Linked DNA regions of Anas platyrhynchos: region 2 is linked to region 1. A link is a contact called in public Hi-C data. All regions are on one chromosome and are shown on one strand. The core of a region is the stretch at or near the end of the contact, and the rest is flanking DNA. Distances in the headings are between cores, read along the strand shown.

Evidence for each region. Hi-C and Micro-C count contacts between places; a contact is called where the count stands out from the background.
Region 2: a Hi-C map of F1 follicle shows a contact between it and region 1, with 2.2 times the contacts expected there. The contact joins two enhancer-like sites. A contact is called at or near these places in 2 of 8 Hi-C or Micro-C datasets (F1 follicle and small yellow follicle).

Annotation. Positions count from the first base shown.
Region 1 is chr5:11,850,652-11,853,868 of IASCAAS_PekinDuck_T2T, reverse strand. It overlaps LOC140002576 (a long non-coding RNA gene), which reads left to right. Exons shown (of 3, transcript XR_011809502.1): 2 at 2,996-3,075. Among named protein-coding and RNA genes, the nearest start is that of DIO3, 62 kb to the right of the region's middle. Within about 2 kb of position 1,533, at least 4 of the 8 cell types and tissues checked have an H3K27ac peak or open chromatin away from gene starts, as enhancers often do. A contact at or near this core is called in F1 follicle and small yellow follicle, where this site is marked.
Region 2 is chr5:11,951,067-11,954,677 of IASCAAS_PekinDuck_T2T, reverse strand. The region is part of intron 12 of LOC110352930 (a long non-coding RNA gene); the gene reads right to left. Among named protein-coding and RNA genes, the nearest start is that of DIO3, 160 kb to the right of the region's middle. Within about 2 kb of position 1,442, at least 2 of the 8 cell types and tissues checked have an H3K27ac peak or open chromatin away from gene starts, as enhancers often do. A contact at or near this core is called in F1 follicle and small yellow follicle, where this site is marked.

The sequences.
Region 1 (3,217 bases), core at 284-2,783:
TTACTGCTCTTTTCAGTTTTACAGGGAACCTGGGGACAACAATTCCTGACCTGAGATACTACAACAGAGTAGCAATTGTCATTCACCCTTAGTTACTTGCAGAGGTTGTTGGTCCCTTTTTTCTTTTTCTTTCCTTTTTTTTTTTTTTTTTTTAACGATGAGTTACAGGAAAAAACACAGTACAGCATGTCTTTCCAATGAATTGGGTATTGCTCCTGCAATATTCCTGCTATGTATTGCTCACATCACACCTATGACCGCTGTGTTGTGTGGCACACAGCTGATACCCAGCTGCCCCGTCTTTTCCTGAGAGCCTGCAACATAGCAGCAGTGACAGGAGGCAGCATCTCAGTCATACTGGGTAGACATGCTTGTAGCATCTTCTGCTATTCTGATGGTGATTTTTGAGGAACCCACCCGGTATATTGCCTCAAGCTGCATCTCCTCAGCACAGGCTTCAAGCAGAGAGCTGTGCAAAACCAGGCTTCTCTGTGAGAGTGAATCCACCACTCTTCCCTGCTCCCCTGAGGATGATTTATCTTGCTACTGCTGCTCTTTGGGAAATTGTCTCTCTCCCACTATTCCTATCAACTACTCTCACACCAATTTAGGCACCTAGCACCAGTGACTGTCCTAAATTTCATCAGTCTCTGGTTGTCTTGTTTTAGAATCTTCTGTCCCAGAAGTCTCTTCTTATCAGATACAGGGATCTGGTGTATCCTCTGTCAAACTGTTATGGAGCATTTGTACTCTGCAAAACAGCTAGTGAATACTTCACCCTGTATATCAGTGCCAAATTCAGTGGTTCTTGTGGAGATCATGACAGTCAACTTGTAAAGCTGTTTGGGGTCTGTCTGTAGGTAATGTGTTATGCAAATGCTGCTGTCTACTGCTGCTTCCCTGAGGTTAAACAATATCTGCCTGGATGTGTTCCCTTACCCTTTCCTCCAGACATACCTCTGGCTCCGTCGCTCTGCCCTGGGGAAGCTGAGACCATGCTGCAAGTGCCAGCAGAGTGAATACACATAGGATTAAGACTGTTAGCCACTGCAGCATGTCACTTCTGCCTGCAGCTTACTAAAGCAGAAAAGTCTTGTGGCTGATATGTCCTCCACTTCACTGGGTTACATGACACATGCCAGAAAATGTGTCAACCTACTCCCCATCTCCTCAGCATTATTAGCCCAGGGAAGGAAACACAGCCAAAGAACTTGCACACAGCTTTGACAGGTTCTGCCTAATCCACCCACACAATGACATTTCTTATGCTAAGTGCCAGAGTGGTGCAGGGAGGCCACAGCCTGTATCAGCTGCTGGCAAGTCAAAGTTAGTTTCATGGTGGTTATGTTTAAGAGAGAGACTGACGTTACATTAAGAAGTCTTCGCCTCCTGCAGTGCAGTGCTCAGAGAATGACATCAAAAGCCTTCCTAATTCACCCCCCGGGTCATTTGATTATAGGCATGGCACAGTGCTGCACTGCCCCAGGAGCCCGTGAGTCACAACGACATCCATGACTATCCCCTTATTCCATGGAAGGAAGTAATGTGCTTGGAGCATAAAACAACCAGGAGTAGATTACATCCTTCCTCGTGTCAGTTTAGCCCTGCCAGCTGCTGGGGGAGGCACCAGAGAGGCGAGCGCAGCCTCTTGTTTCCCAGCCTTGCTCCTCCCCACCCCGACCTCAGGGAAGCTGTTCCTCCCCACGCTGGGATATGCTGTGTGGGCAAACCCCACGAGAGGGTTTTGCTCAGCCAGGTGAGGAAGAGAATGCTCCAGCTCTCTTCTCCAATGTGGTAGAGAGTTATGTCACATACCAAAATGTCAGTCTCCCCTCCAACAGGAAAGGCATACCTGTCACAGAAATACTGTGTTTTCTCCTCCCTTGGCATTCATCCTTGCAATTAGTCTATCTGTTTCTGATTTATTTATTTTCAGGCTGTCTTCTGCACCCTTGCTCCCTTGCTTGGGCACATGGGGCAAACCACAGACTTGCCCTTAAACTACACAGAGAAGAAAAATCAGAAACAGACTAACCACATGAATCAATAGCGAGGGACAGAAAACACATGATTGGATGCTGCAGTTCCCCTCAGAGATCCATCTGTCTTCAGATGTGATGTAACTGGGCTCACGTACCACATCTGCAAAGGGGGTAACACATCCCTTTTCATAACCTGACTTGCAGGGTAAAAGTGTGCTAGCTCAGAGAAGCCAAGGGATGTTTAAAAATCATTTCAAAACAAGATAGATAGTCTATGTTCATGGAGCTAAAGCAATTGCTTCCTAGTCTGAAGTGACTCCTGTCAGCGTTATTGTTTCTTTCTGGAATTTCAGCTTGGATTTGGCAGAAGTTGAGAAGCAAAGGCACACAGAGAACTGCTTGTGGGAATCAAGTGTCTCTGTGTGCATGGGCCAATCCCTTTGTGAACAAACACCTGTCACTGGGCTGCTGGGTTACATGGTGGTACAAGATGACAGTCAAAGCTGACTGTGTGGGCTCACACCTATGAGGCAAGGCAATTTTAGAATACAAACTACTGTTTTTCCTACAAATAAACACAACTGCATAACAAACCACGCCTCATAGTGCCATTAAAATGCATGTATTATATTCTTAACTCTTCCTTATTTGTCTCCTAAAAGCATCATTGTTTGGGAGGGAGTATCAAGACACTAATAAAAAATAGATGAGCCATATAAGAAATGAGTGCCAAGCAGATGAGCATATATAGTTTCATGCATTTCCAGAATGTAGGAACTCTGATAACATCGTGATTAGAGTCAATACACTTGGTACAGCATCACACAAGTGTACACAGCTGCCTGTCCTTTACTAATATCTTATTTTATACCCCATGGTTCTGCAGCCCTTCATCAGGTGAATGGTGCAAAGTAGTTCACATGATAGATCAGACAAGAAAAACCCTCCAGATAGACTTCTCTATTTGTTTCTGGCTAGGAAGATTAAAGCTCTCCTTCTTTTGGAATCAACAGAAATACAGATGCAAAAGCAAGACACGGGTAAATGAGAGAATTGTTGTTCCTGCAAGCAGAGCATCCTGTCTTCGAAACAGGTGAGTACTCCCAAACTTTCAAAATGTTTCATTGCCCTGCAGATAGATCATAGATCTAACCCTTCTCCTTCCCAGAAACTTTCCAGCATTTTGAGATGTAATAGAAGCAAGGAGAAGTCAGTCTTGAAAAAAAGGACTGGGA
Region 2 (3,611 bases), core at 193-2,692, 100 kb before region 1:
TCTCACTAGTGTCCCATAGTAAACTGAACGGCAATGCGGATTATATAGAGGATTTTAAAGGAAAAGCAATTACAGTGTTTTAGAAATATTTCAGTAAAAGGGTCCTGATAACAGAATTTCTCATTAACATCACACTTTGGAGAAAAATGGAGCAAGTCAACTAAGAGACAGGAAACCTGCTACTGTTACATTATTTGGGTTAATTATGTGAAACACAACTGTTATGTTATAGAGTAGATCAATCTCCCGTATTTAACAAATGAGGTTTATCACACATAGTTCTGAAACACACTTGGATGAAGATTAAGTATCCAAAAGGCTACTATGCTTTGCCAATACACACAGAATCATGTTGGACTGCCCAATGTATCATGAGTGTTATTAAAAGAAACCAAATACTTTAAGAACATTTTAATAGTGTTCTTTTTTGATTTTGGGTGGAAGGGGAGATTGTTCTTTTCCTTTTCAGGATTATTTTTCCTAAATACATTTCTAAATCCTACTTCATTTTAACTACAGCCTTGTAAACCCTTTGTGTGTTTCTGTCTCTCTCAAGTCTATGTAAGCACTTTTATATCTCTCCTTCCAACAAGGATTTTGCTGTATTGCTCCTTTTTGTTCTTTCAGAAATCAAGCCTCTTTGCCCACAATTTGGTGAACTTCTCCTGTCCACACCCAAGTCCACTGCTGCAGGCAGCACAAGGACTTCAGAATTAATAACCTATGAAAAAAAATGAATGAGGCAATTTCCAACTCACTAAGCTTTAAAGTTCTTTGCTTATTCCAGCAGATATCTCTGTACTAGATTCATTCATGCCAAATATTCAGCTTTTCTCTGTAATAATGATAATAACAAAAATATTTAAATATAAATTCCAAAATTCTGACATCACTGAGACTGTTCAAGCTGGAGCCAGGACCTTGACTTGGTCTGGAGCTTGACACCCGTCAGTCACTTTGAGAAAAAGGACATACCCCCTCTGCACAGCCCTCCAGTACAGCTACATAGTTGACATGTTTTCAAGCACCTCAGTGTAAGAAGTAGTGGTTAAGCCCAAAGTTTCAAGAATTTCACTAAAGAATGTACCAGTATCTGGTTATGCAAAGGCCTTTGGTTAAAGAATACATAAACTCCAAATACCACTGGGGCTTGTGGGTTGAATTTTTGGGGGTTTTGAGTTTAGGAATTTAAGTTGCATCTTACTGTGAGAAAAGAGAAAGCAAAAACAACTGAGAAATGGTATTAGTCCACTAAAAACTCAGAGCCATATGCTGTTATGCCACAATAATAAATAAGAGGCTTGCGTAGGACAGAAAGACACACTGTGACCTCCTTTCCACTAATTATCACAAAGCAATTTTGCTGAATTTTTACACTTTCCTATCTTCACACTTAGTACACTGCACCCGTATAGTTCCCCTCATTATCTAGGCTCAAGGTTGATAACTAATCAGTCCAAGTTCTGATCTGTCTAGGTGTTTCCCATCAAAGTTAGTAGTCACATGCCAGAAGATGAAAGGATTTTCTTTTAAAAAATCCTTTTTAATTTTGTCGCAAGTCAATGCATGGTCTACATATCCTGTGATGTTACTACACAGAATAGGGCAAGACAGGATCCTTTAAGCCTGAGATGCATATAGCAACATTTTAGGCTGTAAATGATTCAGAGGTGTTACAGGAAAGGCATTTCCTGTAAGTAACACTATAAAAAAGTGGTTCTATAAAAGGCATTAACAAAACAACAGAGTGGAAGCGGTTGACCTACTGGGCGGTGTAACATGAAGATGGCATGAAGCCAAGAGCACGAGACAGCTGTGTAGCACATTAGAAAGCAGGACATTGAGCACCAAGATGTCTTTATAAAAACCCAGGCAGAGGTTTGGTTGTGAAGAGGTTCGGTTGTGAAGAACTTCAGCTGCATAGGTGAGAAAGCTAAATGTAGTATTGTCGACTGAGTAAGCACTAGCTGATGGAGAGGAATTCCAAGACCTGATCTAACACCCTGTAAAGTTAAGGGAGTGCCTATACTGACCAGGCTCCACATTTAGAGGATGAATAGTGAGCCCTGCAGTGAAATCTGACACCAAGAGAGTCAAGTAAACTCTATCCCTATCAATAGAAGTGTTGTTGTTCAATGAAAATGAAAACATGCTGGGGATGTTTCTTACACAAATGCTTGTTACAAAAAGTTTCATGGTCTATCGTGTACATGCACTGAAATATGCAGGCAAACACAGACATTCATTACATAAACATCTTTAAGGTAATGTGGATGCATGCCTAGCTCTGAAGGGTACAGTCTGTGTTTTCTCCACTGACCTAATTCTGATCCATCTATGTTTAATGTAGCCCACCGCAGCAATTCATTTCTTTAGTTGCTAAGTACATGGATAAATGTTGGCTTTTCCTAAATTGCTGCAGAAGGTAAAATCATGATTTTTCAGGAGGAAAAGAGGTTTCTCTTATGTAAACTTATTTTCTTAGCAGGCAATTGAAAACATGTTTTAAATATCTTTGTCTTCTTTTTTTTAAAAAAAAAAAAAAAACAGCAGCTGTTTTTTGGATGAGCTGCACTGTTTATTATTTTCTTAAAATGCCCAAGCCATGAAACTCATTTAACCCCTTGAGGAGTGACACAGAAATGACATGATGTGCATCATACATCAAATAAATGGTCACTCCTGCTGCTCTTTAGACATCTGGGGCTTAATTTGCAATTATTTGCATTCATAAAGCAAAGCTATACAATAGAAATGGGAACACATCTCTTATGTTGATTCAGAATTAATTTTCAAAGGGTGACATGCACCATAAATCCTATTGCGTGATTACTATAAACATGCAAACAAAAGAATGAGGAACAGCGTTGTCTGCTAATGGATGTTCAGTTATGAATTTCAATTGTTACAACATGTGATTAATTTACATGTTCAAATTAAGTCTCCATTTATGCATGTTTAATTATGAGGTATTTAAAAGCATGGATGGGTATGTTTGATCATAAGCAGCATTTAGGAAAAAGTTTGGCACTTGTAATTTGTTTGTCCTGGTTTAAAATGTTCTCATTACATCATGGAATGAAAAAGTTAGAGAAAGGAATGTCTCTGTTCCCAGCTAACAATGCACACAAGTCAAGAACTCTTCTCTTTCTAATATTTCCCATAAAGATGTTCATCAGAGATATCTTTTAGTCAAGCAAGTGACAGATGGAATCTATGAAAACAATAGTGTCTTTGGAAAGTCCAGTAGTATACATACTGTGGATACCATCTTTTAATCCCACTTTAGAGCTCCTGCATTTCCGAAAGCTTCAGACACTCCTAACTTTTAGTGGGACTTCCATTTCATGACTCTGTGCCATAGATGAACAGCTCCAGGGACTATGCTACAATTTTCCTAGTAAAACGCAGGGGTCCAACTGCAAAGGAGGGCTTAGGGCTGTGCAAATAACTAGTTTTTCAGTTCGGCTGCCAAGGCAAACAGTTGAAAAAGAATGTTGGTTCAAACTGAACCGAATTCACAATTTTTCCAGGTTTCCACACCAAAACCACTACCATCCCCACCCAGCCCACTGTACTTCCTTTAACATGAAATGTTCCATATGTCTCAA